Regions from separate parts of the Sus scrofa genome. Here region 2 is linked to region 1. The links are chromatin contacts, called in public Hi-C maps. All regions are on one chromosome and are shown on one strand. The core of a region is the stretch at or near the end of the contact, and the rest is flanking DNA. Distances in the headings are between cores, read along the strand shown. Region 1 holds the start of TMEM87A (transmembrane protein 87A). Region 2 holds the start of VPS39 (vam6/Vps39-like protein).

What was found. Hi-C and Micro-C count contacts between places; a contact is called where the count stands out from the background.
Region 2: a Hi-C map of skeletal muscle shows a contact between it and region 1, with 4 times the contacts expected there. The contact joins the promoter of VPS39 here to the promoter of TMEM87A in region 1. A contact is called at or near these places in 4 of 47 Hi-C or Micro-C datasets (adipocytes, embryonic fibroblasts and skeletal muscle) and 1 of 2 datasets of contacts at active chromatin or transcription factors (alveolar macrophages).

What each region holds. Positions count from the first base shown.
Region 1 is chr1:129,095,057-129,102,188 of Sscrofa11.1, reverse strand. It overlaps TMEM87A (transmembrane protein 87A), which reads right to left and starts at 3,801. Exons shown (of 20, transcript XM_005659710.3): 1 at 3,555-3,801; 2 at 2,228-2,288. The coding sequence starts at 3,713. It overlaps GANC (neutral alpha-glucosidase C), which reads left to right and starts at 3,876. Exons shown (of 25, transcript XR_002345333.1): 1 at 3,876-4,790; 2 at 6,269-6,331.
Region 2 is chr1:129,140,840-129,147,971 of Sscrofa11.1, reverse strand. It overlaps VPS39 (vam6/Vps39-like protein), which reads right to left and starts at 3,634. Exons shown (of 25, transcript XM_021097283.1): 1 at 3,414-3,634. TMEM87A (transmembrane protein 87A) reads right to left here. Exons shown (of 20, transcript XM_005659710.3): 20 at 5,804-7,064. The coding sequence ends at 7,023.

The DNA.
Region 1 (7,132 bases), core at 2,552-5,051:
GAAAATGCCTTAAACAGGAGATTTGCTGGGAAATGTGCCTCCAAAAATACTATTTACATTACAGACATTCTTTACAACTTTAAATGAATGGCTTTAAGAGGCATTAAAAATGGGTTCTGCCAATTTCATGGAAATCTATAGTATTCCATGCCCACAAAAGCATAAAATTAGAGACAAGGTTAAGTATGAGAAAACACAGAGAAGTAATATAGTGAAAGACAATGCAAATTTTAAGAAGCCACAAATCCTCCAAAAACAATGAAATGTAGACACTTCAAAATACGCAGCTTGGGAGTTCCCGTTGTGGCACAGTGGAAATGAATCCGACTAGCAACCATGAGGTTTCAGGTTCAATTCCTGACCTCGCTCAGTGGGTTGAGGATCCGGCATCGCTGTGAGCTGTGGTGTAGGTTAGACGTAGCTCAGATCCCTTGTTGCTGTGGCTGTGGTATAGGCCAGCAGCTGTAGCTCTGATTAGACTCCTAGCCTGGGAACCTCCATATGCCACGGGTGGGGCCCTAAAAAAGCAAAATATGCAGCTTGGGAAACAACCATTAGAAAACCAGTAGCTGGAGTTCCTTTCGTGGCTCAGTGGTTAACAAACCCGACTAGTATTTGTGAGGATGTGGGTTCAATTCCTCAGCGGGTTAAAGATCCAGTGTTGCCATGAGCTGTGGTGTAGGTCACAGATGCGGCTCAGATCCTGTGTTGGTGTGGCTGTGGTGTAGCCCAGCAGCTATAGCTCCAGTTCAATCACTAGCATGGGAACCTCCATATGCCATGGGTATGGCCCTAAAAAGACAAAAAAAAAGAAAAAGAAAAAAAAAGAAAAACCATTAGCCAAAATACAGATAAGAGGAGACTACATAATAAAAGGCTAGAATAGCAAAGAGGTTGTCAGGCTACTCCAAAATAAAAAATACTGCTATCCCTCAAAGCTACTCTTTATCTACTAAGCCAACTTCACAAGAAAGCCCAGTGTGTCAAGAGTAAGATTTGATTTAAATCAAACTTAAATCATTAGTCAGGAGATCATACTTCCATAGACGAAGTATATTCTTCATTGAAATTCTACCTGCCCCCTTCATCCCCATAGCACAAGCTCAACGAGATAAAGGGTTTTTCCTGTCACTGCCCTGCCATCTAAAACAGTGTCTAGCACATAGTAGGTTTTCTGTAACTATTTACTAAACGATTAAAAGAATAAAAGTACCCAACAATGACATAACTTTGCACTTTCATGGAAAGAAATATGCATAGCTGCACACATGGATGATCCGATCTTGAAATGAAGCTGCCTATCATCATTCATTCTCTAAAATAAAGCCTTGGAGTTCCCGTCGTGGCGCAGTGGTTAACGAATCCGACTAGGAACCATGAGGTTGCGGGTTCGGTCCCTGCCCTTGCTCAGTGGGTTAACGATCCGGCGTTGCCGTGAGCTGTGGTGTAGGTTGCAGACGCGGCTCAGATCCCGCGTTGCTGTGGCTCTGGCGTAGGCCGGAGACTACAGCTCCGATTGGACCCCTAGCCTGGGAACCTCCATATGCCGCGGGAGCGGCCCAAGAAATAGCAACAACAACAACAACAACAAAAAGACCAAAAAAAAAAAATAAATAAATAAATAAAAATAAATAAAATAAAATAAAGCCAGTTGCAGAAATAAAATACAGCTTTCCTTTAATACACAATGGGGTATTTTGGATTCAGATACATGGTTTTCCCACTGGACAGACTTGTTTTGTTCTACATAATCTCTATTTCCTGGTTATTATCTTTGAGCTTCCTCTTCCAAAGATCCAAGTAGTACAATACTCCTTCTGCAAACAAAAGCTTTACTGAACATATTTGTTCAGAGCCAATGGTCTGCAAACCTAGATCATGTGTCCAGTAAACATCTAACATGCACACAAAAGCAAAATCAGTGGTTCTTTCTCTGACTCAGGACAGATTAAAACACCATGCAGGCAATCAACCAACACAATCTGTCTAACTATATACTGTAAACACCAGAAAAACAAGAGAAGAAAATAAAGTTCACACAACTAAGTATTCTGAAGATTATTCAGTGAAAGGATCTTAGTTATACCACATATGTTTATTCTTAGACAGTGCTGGACTATTAAACTTCAGAACTTATGTTGCTCATCAGAGGTAGAAAACAGGTAATTTAAAAGTTTGAAGACCACTCAAAAACTCAATAAAACTTCATGAAATGCAAAAAACTCACATTTCAGGAAGATAGTAGTATTTTTGAAGAGGATCTTTCCAAAACTAAAATAATTTTTCCCCTGCAAAGATAAAGAAGAGAAAGGATAATTAGCATCAAATCACTTTAATCCCCAAAGCAGCATGCAACTGGTATAAAAACCTAAATTTATAAAATGTTCAAGTTAGTTTTCTTAACACACATACAAAAAATGCATAAATATCCTTCCTTTTAGTAAAATTCAACCATATCCAATCTGCAGGATTTTGAAGCTTGGTGCGGAGACATGATTTTTTTTCCACAGGCCATGAAGCAAGGACTCTGGAAGGAAGGCTCCTACAAATCCTCAGATAACTTAAATCTTCATGGAAGGTACTCTTTAATCGGTTCACTCCTTTTACTCACTGATCATTGTCTAGAATAACCAATCATTTCTTCAAACAAACTATTCTATGAGCAGATGGCCAAATTCAACTATCAACCATTATACAAGTAACAGTACCTAAAACCGAGAACCTGAAGATCTTCACCAACTGAACAAAAGCTATAATTCCTGCCATATCAAAAGCTCAAATAAGATTTGGGCATTACAACCAGTGAGCAGAGCAGAACAAAAAAGACTACTGTGATTTTAATAAGACTAATGACTTCTGGCATTTCCTGCCAGCTTGTGATTTATCAGCTCACAGGACTATAGCTCTTACTCAAAGGAGGTTTTAAAAGGGCCGAGGGTCAACCTATCTAGTTAATTTGTCCAGAAGAAAAACTAACTTCTCACAATAAATTTTAGAATACTGTTTCTTCCGTTTTGTCCACTCTCAAATTAGACTACATTTCAAATGCTTAGGCTTCCTAATCACATGGCAAAGCTTAGAATAACTATTTCAAAGTCCAAACGAAATCAAACAGCTTCACAAGTAGAATCATCTAGTAGCCAAAAAATGAAGAGGAAGAAAAAAAAAGATGTCTATTTACATATCCCTCTCATTCAACCCGGAGTCATAAGATTCTGCGAAAGTTCAGCTGAAAAGAAAAACCACTTTCCACATATACATCAAGTTTACATGCCTCCAGTCAAAGAAAGTTCTCTGACTCTGCTGATAAAGAACCGCTCCATCACCACTCTCCGTTTCGGAAACGACCCTGGCATTACTGCTAATCTACCCACAGAAGTGTGCGGCTTTCCACTCCAGGTAGGTGAGTCCACGTTAACCAAGGACACAAACGCTCCCGGCAGTCCCACCCCTTTGGAAGCGTACTTTGGCGGAACCTTCCTGGACCCCATGGGCCGCCGTAGCCCCACCCCCTTACTCTTCCAGGCTCAGTTTCTCCTTAAGTGAACACTCACCAACGATATCGGTATGCGCCACTTGGATCGGTCGGCAGCTGCCACGGATGCCGGTCCTACACCGAAATGTGACAGTGGGGACGTGGGAGCCCCCAGAAGAAGAAGAAGAATGACAGGCAACACCTGAAGCCACGCAGCCGACGCCATCTTCACAGCCATGGAGTGCCTACCCAAAGTATTTCACCTTCTTCCGGTTCGTCCCGCCCTCTTCCGGCTCCCCTCTGGGGGCGGGATCATCCGGGTCCTCAAAACCGCAGGGGGCGTGTTTGTTTTGCGACTCAGCAGCCCCTCCTTCAGGCATACGTCACGGCCTGGTGTGAGGCTTTGTACCTACTGCGCAGGCGTCATCTTGTTGTAACCTAGTCACCTTGGAGCGCTAGGTTCATCGCCAAAAGCCATCGCCGAGTCTCTCGACTCCTCTACCTTAAGGGTTTGGGGACCAGACAAGAACCCCGTGGGGCGTTTGGCTCTCTCCTCCTCCTGTTGGCCCCTGTCCCTCATTCCTTCTGAGTCCGAGTCAAATGCCGGGGCCAGGAGTCTAGGAAAGCCGTAAGTCTGGCTGCCTACTTAAAGTCTAGTATTGAGTTCTAGGTTTCCGGAGGTATTTAAGCAAAAACTGGAATTTAGCCGGGGTGGAGTATAAGCGATTCCTAAACTGGACGGTGTAACAGATAACTCCTTTTAAAAAACCCCTTCTGGCCCTTAAGTCTGTGATGTAGATGTTGGCCGGCGCACATCAACTTAGAGCAGCCACCCGGCCGGCACTTCCTACTCACAGCTAAAACCGGGAGAGAGTGGGTCAGTTTTCAGTATCTTTGGCGTGACCGTCACTGAGAAAGATCTGCAGAAGCTTCGCCCAAGTCACGCAGACCGTCTTGGTACTTCCTGGTTCTCAGTCTCAGGGTTTTCATCCTCTGGGTCTGAGTTCACGCCCCCTCTGTTGCAGAAACCTTTTCGGTTCCTAATGAAGGTAGTTCCTGACCAGCCACTCAAAACCAAGAAAACTTTGCCCCCAAAAAACTAGTAGAAAGACTAGTTTGGGCGTGGAAATCCCAGGAGCAGGTGTCAATTTGTCACTCCTTGAGAACCTGGAGCCCCAGAAACTTGACGGTGGTAAAGCGCTGGTGGTTATTTAGAAAGACAATCTAAGAGACCGCCTGGGGCCTTTGCCTGAGAGCTGGGAGCCTGGTGAAGTGACTGGGAAGCCATGGAAGCAGCTGGCAAAGAGGAAATCAGGTAAAATCCCAGTAGTCCAGCAGGAACTGACTCCAGGGCCCACGGAGGCAGGCAGAACCTGGAAACAACATTCTGGCTTTGAAGATTTTATTGACTTTGATTGCGCTTGTTTGCACGTTTGGTATTTGTACATTAAATTTATATCTTTTCAATTCTCCAGAGAATTAGGTGATATTAATAGCCCCGCATGAAGTATTTTCAAGATAGTTAACAAAACTGGAAGAATTGTTATCAGAACTCTTAACACATGAATTTCAAGCATGTTGCTTTCCAAATTCCGCTGTATACACCTCTTCCTGAAGCATTCCAGAGTATATTCTTCAAAGCTGGAAAGAATGCTAATTTCTCTAATCTTTGCACACTTGATCCAAAGAAACAGTGACAAAGACTCAGTGAAGGATTTGATTACTGCCATGATAAACCATGTCCAAGTGTGTTTGTCTGAGCTTGTTTTCATAATATTTTGAAATAGTATTCAGTTATAGCTTCCTACGTAATCATGGTCATACTGACTACAGATGTATTCACTGTGTCTCATGCATGAAAGTCAATGTGGGTTTTTTTTTTTTCATTATAGCCTGTAGTTGTTTTATTTTTTTGTCTTTTTGCCATTTCTTGGGCTGCTCCTGCGGCATGGAGGTTCCCAGGCTAGGGGTCTAATCCGAGCTGTAGCCGTTGGCCTACGCCAGAGCCACAGCAGCGTGGGATCGGAGTGGATCCTTAACCCACTGAGCAAGACCAGGGATTGAACCCGCAACCTCATGGTTCCCAGTCGGATTCGTTAACCACTGCGCCACAACAGGAACTCTGCCTGTTGTTTTAATCAGTATATATTAAATACATATACTCAAGTAGCAATATACATACATCTTGATCATGTTCTCTTCAGAAACAGCTTTTCTGGAAACTTGATTTTAAAAAACATTGGCCCCTAGATTGTCAGCATCATCTTAAAAGCAAAGGATTTTCCTTCTCCATTGGTTTCTATCCTTATTCTAGCACCTTGCACATACCTCATTATAGCATCTGTCAGGTTGATTTGTGATGTCAGGCTCCCAAAGAAAGCTTGAACACAGTCCTTGTGTTATTATGGCCCTAACGCATTTTTACAACACAGTGGTTTATGTGCCATGTTTAACTAGAATTAAAGAAGGTGCAGGAGTTCCTCTCGTGGCTCAGCAGAAACAAATCTGACAGTATACATGAGGACACGGGTTCGATCCCTGGCCTCAGTGGGTTAAGGATCTGGCTTTGCTGTGAGCGGTGGTGCAGGTTGCAGATGTGGCTCTGACATAGGCCAGCGGCTACAGCTCAGCTCTGATTCGACCCCTAGTCTGGGAACCTCCATAAGCTGTGGGTGTGGCCCTAAAAAGACAAAAATAAATGAATAAAACAATAAAAAAATAAAGACAGTACAAAAATTGGATTCACAAACCCCATGTAAAATAGGTTTCATAAAATATGGGGTTTTTTTTTAGTGTTGAAGATGAAGCTGTGGATAAAAACATTTTCAAAGACTGCAGCAAGATTGCTTTCTACAGGTAAGGAGAGGAAATGTATGACCTAAGTAAAAGAGTTCTGAAAATATTTCAAAACTGATGTTTATTAAATTTTTGAGAATAGGCTTTCTGAAGAAAGAGTCAACTAGGAAACTCAGTATTAAGGAGTTTATCGGATAGAAGACATTCACCTATACTACTTTAATGTGCTGTTGTATTTTATTATGTTCTTATTAATTATAATTAATTATATAATTATACATTATCATTAAAATTACTATATTAATAAACAGGTATTTTATTTTCAAAGTCAAAGCTTTTTTAAAGTAGTGTTAAAATTTTGAATCTTTGAATAGGTAATACTTTTACACGGTTCAAAAATCAAATAATATAAAAAGATACACATTGAAAAGTGTTACTGTCATTCCTGCCCCCTTCCACCCCATTCCAAATCTTTCCCTGTAAGTAACCAGATTTATTCATTTCTTATTTATCCTTCCAATATTTCTCTTTGTGGATGCATATATTCTTTTTTTTTTTTTTTTTTTTTGTCTTTTTAAGGCCACACCTGTGGCATATGGAGGTTCGCAGACTAGAGATGGAATTGGAGCTGTATCTTCTGGCCTATGGCACAGCCACTGCAACTCAGGATCTGAGCCACGTCTGCAATCTACACCACACCTACTAAGCAAGGCTAGGGATCAAACCTGCGTCCTCAAGGATGCTAGTCAGATTCATTTCTGCTGAGCCACAATGGGAACGCCAATGCATATATTCTTATATCACTGCCATTCTTATGCCAAGTAACTTTCAGTAGACACTCTTGTATAGGTCTTTTTTTTC
Region 2 (7,132 bases), core at 2,385-4,884, 46 kb before region 1:
TTTCAACAGAGACCAGAATGAACGAAGGAATGAGCCATATAATATCTAGGACAAGCGAGTACCAGGCAGAGGAGACAGCAAGTGCAAAGACCCTGACCTAGTTACGTGCTTTGTGTGCTCATGGAACAAGGAAGACCTTGTGACTGGTACCAGAAAGAAGCAAGGGGTAAGACCATAGGAGATACAGTCAGGGAAGTAACCAGAGGCCTGAACATGATGGGCACTGCCAGTCATGGTAAGGACTCTGGAACTTATTCTAGTTGTGACATGAAGCTACTAGAGGGTTTTGAGCAGAGGAGAGATGTGTCTAGATTGAGTTTTCAAAGGATCACTCTACCTCTCTGTGGATAAAATACTGCAAATGGCACAATGGCAAACCCAGGGTCATCGGTCAGAACACTACTACAGTAATCACATGACAGAGAACAGTGCCTTCATCAACAATGGTAACAGCAGAGATAGAGAGAAGTGATGGGCTTATAGGTTTTTATTTGTTTGTTTTTTGGCTGTGCCTTCAGCATTCAGAAGTTCCCAGACCAGGGATTCAAGCCACAACAATGACAATGCCAGGCCCTTAACCTGCTGAGCCACTAGGAAACTTGGAGATTGAAGAATTTTTCAGGAGGTGGCGCAGACAAGATTTGTTGATGTACTGGATGTGGTGTATAAGAGAGTAACAGAAGAATAATTCCAAGGAGCAAAATAGAAATACCATTTGCGAAGATGTGGGATACAGGAGGACAGGCATGTTTTGACATCAACAACTGTGCTGGCCCATGCTACCAGATATCCAAATGAAGATGCTGAAGGGGTAGCCCAAAACCTACCACAGCATCCTGGTAGGCAATGGGCATTTCTCCTGTAGACTGGAGATCAAGACCAAAAGCTATCTACAATTTCAAAACTGTGTTTTCAGAAAGCACAAGTACAGGGAATCTTTACTGTGACAAAGTGGAGTTGGTGAGACTGAAGCATGTGTCCTACTAGTCTCACAGGGTATCAAAGTCAAGGATTCTGACAAGCTAAGTAAAGTGTGGTAAGCTGCTGCATCCATCCTCTTTATTTTTTTTCTATTTATTTATTTTTTTTATTTTTTTATTTTTTTTTATTTTTTTGTCTTTTTGCCATTTCTTGGACCGCTCCTGCAGCATATGGAAGTTCCCAAGCTAGGGGTCTAACTGGAGCTATAGCTGCCAGCCTACGCCTAGGCCAGAGCCACAGCAACGCCAGATCCAAGCCGCGTCTGCAACCTACACCACAGCTCATGGCAATGCCGGACTGTTAACACACTGAGCAAGGGCAGGGATCGAACCAGCAACTTCATGGTTCCTAGCTGGATTCATTAACCACTGCCCCACGACGGGAACTCCTTATTTATTTTTTTGACTGAACCTGCAACATGCAGAAGTTCTCCAGCCAGGAATCAAACCCATGCCACAGCAGCGACCCAAGCCACTGCAGTGACAATAGTGGATCCTTAATCCACTGAGCCACATGGCACTCCCTGCATCCATCTTTTTTACATCCTAGTCTGAATAGAATATCCCACCCTCCATCTTCCCATATTAGGCAGCATATGTCTCTAGAATCATTTATCTTGTAATCTGTTCATATTTGTCTGCCACTGTGTGTCTTGGAAGCACTGGCACTGTTTCTTATTCATCCTTGTCTTCCAGTCCCTAGCATAGAGACTGGTCCATGCAGGTACTTAACACATACTTGACGATGAGACAGGAGAATGAGCTTCTTTGTGCTGAGTGTCAGGTCTTTAATTTTTTCAATTTCTTTTTTTCTCTTCTATTTATTTTTAACTTTTACTGAGAGCATTTAATAACTGAAAATGAGATGGGTTTTTTATTGTTTTGTTTGTGTTTTTGTCTTTTTAGGGCGGCAGCCGCTTCATGTGGAAGTTCCCAGGCTAGGGGTCAAATCAGAGTTGCAGCTGTTGGCCTATGCCACAGCCACAGCCAACACCAGATCAGAGCTGCATCTGCAACTTTCACCCTAGTTCATGGCAATGCCATTTCCCTGACCCACTGAGCAAGGCCAGGAATCAAATCCACGCCCTCATGGATACTAGTCAAGTTTGTTACTGCTGAGCCACAATAGGAACTCTGAGGTTTTCTTGAAAAAACTGGAGGAAGCAGGATTCTCTCCTAACCCAAACAGCTAGGACAGTTTGCTGTAGAGGTGTGACTTTCAAGAGGCCCAGGGCTAAACAGTAAGGTCCTACTGTATAGTATAGAGAACCTGATAAACCATAATGGAAAAGAATATGAAAAAGAATGTGTGTGTGTGTATGCATAACTGAATTACTTTGCTGTACAGCAGAAATTATCACAACATCGTAAATCAAATATATTCAATAAAATAAATTAAAAAAAAAAAAGAGGCCCAGGGCTGCTAAAGGCAAGAGGGCACATATTAGCAAAATGTGGTAAAAGCACCTTACTGAAGAGGATATGAGAACTCTGACTGGGTGGCACTGCCTATAGATAATGAATAGGATGCGGCTACCACCAAGATTCCACCAGACCCATCCACAGGTACCTAGCTTAGCATAAGATTTAAGGATTCTGAGCCACCTTTTTATGGCCCTTGATTTCTAGGATCTATCTATACATTAACAGGAAAGATGGAAGTTCCTTCTCTTTGGTCTTCGGTTATCAGACACAAACACTCATAGATAGGAGCATAAAGTTCATAGTCAAGAGTCAAGGTTTATTTCAGAAATCAATTGAAATTCTGGAGCATTGCAAGTGAAAAGATGCTGACCCTGCTTTCTGCACTGGCCAATTCCAAGAGGATCATGCAAGCTTTTGTGGGTTAGATTTCATGACATCCTGGAACCCACAAGGGTTGGATAACCTGGGCACTTTGACACTAAAGCAATCAACCACTTGGTTAGATTAAGAGTGGAGAGTAGTAAGTTAGCTACAGGAATGTAAACTAAGCGATGAGTGATCACTAGGGGAAAAAGGCATACGTGTTAACTTATTCAATGCAAAAAACCGCCACTAAAACCAAAAAAAAACCACAAAACAATGTTGTCTTTCACCTGGAAAACACAAAAATCCGGACAAGTTCAAGCCCATGGCAGGCGGAGAACTTCCCACTGCTTTGTCCTCCCCAATTAAAGACTTCTTAGGGATCGAAATGAGCCAAAGCTGAGTACAATCAATAAGGAAACCTCCACCTCCAACCCTATACCGAGAGCAAGAGCATGTGAACGTCCCTAAAATACGTGGATCCCCGGCGACCACCCAAATAGCTCCACGACCCTCGTCAACAGTGCTTTGCCCTCCCCCTAACCCAGGCCCCTCTCGGACGGCGTCAGACCGGAGTCCACACAGCCAGTCGCCCGTCCACTTCCCTAGCCTCGTGAAAGGTCCGGCGCTGACCCCTTGGCTCACCCCAGGCAGCCAGACAGTCAATTTGCAGAGGCAGTTTTTCTAGGATCGGAACCGGCTCGAAGGCGTCGTGCATGGCGGCGAGCGAAATCGCCTCCGCGGTCTCACCCGCACTGTTCGGGGTCGGAACGAGGCCAAGAGAAGAGACAGGACCCCTGTTACTGGCCCGTAGACAACAGAGCCATCATCAACACCGGACTTCCTGTAGAGTGAAGCCCTCCCCTTCCGCAGTTGAAGCCCCGCCCCTTCCTCCCCGGCTTCCGGTGCAAACTCGAGGAATGCCCTGGTATCTGCGTCCTTTTTCACTCAGGAACAAGCTTCTCCATTGTGGAGCCTGAGTTAGCCATGGACTTAACGAGGAGGAAAGAGGATCTTAATATTAGAAATGTATAAGGCAGCATACTATGGTGAAAAATTCAGGCTTTGGTTATCAGACCTAGATGGGAGATCTGCCATTTAGGAAATTAGCTAAGTAGCTGTAATGTTTAAGAAACTTAATCTCCATGGGAGTTCCCTTCTTGGCTCAGCGATGAATGAATCCAACTAGGATCCATGAGGATGCAGGTTCCAGCCCTGGACTGGCTCAGTAGGTTAAGGATCTGGCCTTGTGGTGAGCTGGGCTGTAGGTTGCAAATGCTACTGAGATCTGGCATTGCTGTGGCTGTGGGATAGGCTGGCAGCTACAGCGCCAATTCAACCCCTAGCTGGTAACTTTCATATGCTCCAACTGCAGCCCTTAAAAAAAAAAAAAGAAAGAAAGAAACTTAATCTCCAGAAACCTTAGTTTTCTTTTCTGCAAAATGATGGTAGTTTGCATACCTCCTAGCCTTTTGAGCGATTAGCAATGCCTGACACTCTAAGCACCCAGTAATTGGTAGTTTTAATATTACCTTATAAGCCCAAATAGTTTAAGTACTTTACCCATATATTTTAAAGATTGTTCTAAAAGTGTGGTCCCTAGACCAGCAGCATCAGCTTCAACTGCGAACTTGTTAGAAAGGCAGTCTCATTCTCAAAAACTGGAGTAGGGGCGAGGAGGCGGTGTCCAGCAGCCTATTATTTAATAAGTACCCAAGGTGAATCCATGAAGGTTAAAGTTTGAGAACAAATGCAAGAATGATCTGTCATCTGGCAGTTTACCCACAAAAAAACAGCTATGTCATAAACGTAAGCATTTGGCTTAAAGCAAAATATAAAAGAAAAAGAGTGAGTCCATGATAGGAGCTGTAAAAACAAAAAAACCCAAAACAAAAACACCCTTGGTCACTTTATTTTTATACAGTGTCAGTTTCTTCATATGAAAATTAGGAATATTGTCCCATCTTTACCAAATGCTGTTTCGGATAATCAAATATTTTCAGGTAGTAAACATAAAAACTGTTAAAACTTTGTGTTGTGGCTGGTTTTCACTATAGAAACTGAACATCTTGAAAACTTAGAATTACCAGCTGCTGTGCTAGAAAGCCTAATACTTTGCTGTGCTGGAAGTTCCAGATCCAAGGACCAAGACCAAAATAGCAATGTAAACTTTAAAGTAACAGGTCAATATGATGCTATAAATTCTTTCTGAACCAATTCTAAGAACTGATGCACTGTAGCCAATCCTAGTAACACAAGAAGCCATAAAAGAAAGCAGAATTATCAGGTCCCAGACTATAGAATTTGTACTATACACTCCTGCTTAACACAATAGGTTTTTATTTTTGTTTACCTAGTCTCAAGTCAACATCTAGCCAGCCTAAAAATTGACCAACTATCTTGATGCATTATGACTATTACTCACTTGCTAAGTTTCACCGTGGGAAAAGAAAAGCAATTGGCAGTAATACCAACCTTCTACTAGTGGGTCAACCTGAGACTAGAGTCAGTTCTTCGTATTGTTCTTTAGATATACTGCCTAGATGATTTTTGTTGTTGTTGCTGTTAATCACCATACCAAACAGTTATAGAGAAATGTTACATAAATGTTAACACTTTCACTATAGTATGAGTTAGTGAAGATTGTGGTTGTGTGGTCACCGGTTTGAACAGAAAATAAGACAACTATGAAAACCATGGAAGGGGAGTTCCCATCGTGACTCAGGAGTTAACAAATCTGACTAGCAGGTTCAATCCCTGGCTTCACTCAGTGGGTCAAGGATCCAGCATTGCTGTGAGCTATGGTATAGGTTGCAGACGCAGCTCGGATCTTGTGTTGCTGTGGCTGTGGTGTAGGCCAGTGGCTAGAGCCGCAATTGGATCCCTAGCCTGGGAACTTCCATATGCCATGGGTTTGGCCCCAAAAAGCAAATAAATAAATAAATGAATAAAATAAAAACCATGGAAGGGAAATTCTACAAGAGAGTTTGGGAGAAAGAAGGGTCTTTAGGAAAAAAAGTGAGAAAATCTATCAATTTTGTTAAAATTTTTTTAATATTAAAAAGTGGTATGAACTTTCTATGCAGAACAAAAATCTTGGGAAGGCAAAACTGGACAAAACCATTCAAACAAATATAGTGCTTCAAATGAATCCCATCACCTTGTGATGTTTCTTATAAACAACCGCTGAACCAACACCAATACAAGAACAGTTGATCCTAAACAATGAGCAGCAGTCCAGGGCCTCCACACTATTTCATGCAGAAAAAATTGTTTAAGCCAGAAGGACCTGTTTCTTTTATATTAGCTCCCGCTTCTGAAGCACTGTAATCCCTTTAGCAGGGTGCTCACTCACATGCACTTAAGATGGACTGCCTCTCTGCATCTAGTGCAACACCCAGTGAAAGGCATGAAAGCAAACAAAGCACTGCCTAGAACTCCCGCAATGCCGTCCTTGGAGGCTTACAAAACAGTAGTTAAAAGTTCTGGAGTGTGCACCACATTGCCAGCAATGGGATGTGTCACAATAGCAGATGTCAAAAGAGTTAAGCTAATATTTCTCTCTAAAGTACATCTGAAATAGAAAAATCTTCAATATACACCATTTGTAAACAAAATTGCACTTGATTTCGCTTTTCAAATGATCTTAATTATACTGTAACAGTCTCTCTCTTTTTTTTTTTTTTTTTTGTTCTTTTAATCATTGATAGAACCGTGGCTCCTTAACACAAAAGGATTCTTTTTTTTTCTCAAAACTACGCCTGCAAGATTTAACCTTGGCTTCCCAGGAAATGCAAAAATAATTAACAATTTTCCCCATCACCTATTTAACTCCCTAAATAAATAAAAATTACAGGCAGTTGCTCCTGGATATTACATATTATGGCATTGATGTCGTAGTTCTTTAGGAGATGTTAAACTTTTTAGTGTGACAGATTAAACAATTTAAACATTATAGGAGGTTCAGGAACAACATATATAAAAGTTGCATAAACATCCACGTCAGGGTAAGGAAGAGAAAGGGGCATCAATGCTGCAAATAAAAAACTTGTAAGTTTTTCTCATCCTATGAACTTGTTTTCAATAGAATGCTCTCCTTGTTGCAAGACCTTTCGCCAGCTCCAATGCACAAAGATCAAGGAACAGATCAGGATGTCATTGCCTCCTTTAATCCCACGGAGCAGTGCAGAGACTGACACAGAAGCTGATCTCTTCCCAGTCACTAGCCATCTTCAACTGCGAATCTTCCCATTCCTACTCCATTTTGGACCTTTCGAAGTGCGTGATCATTCGTTCCTGGGGGGGCAGGGGTCGGGGGAAGAAGGTTTATTCTATGTGTATTAATTCAAATGGTCTACATTCCA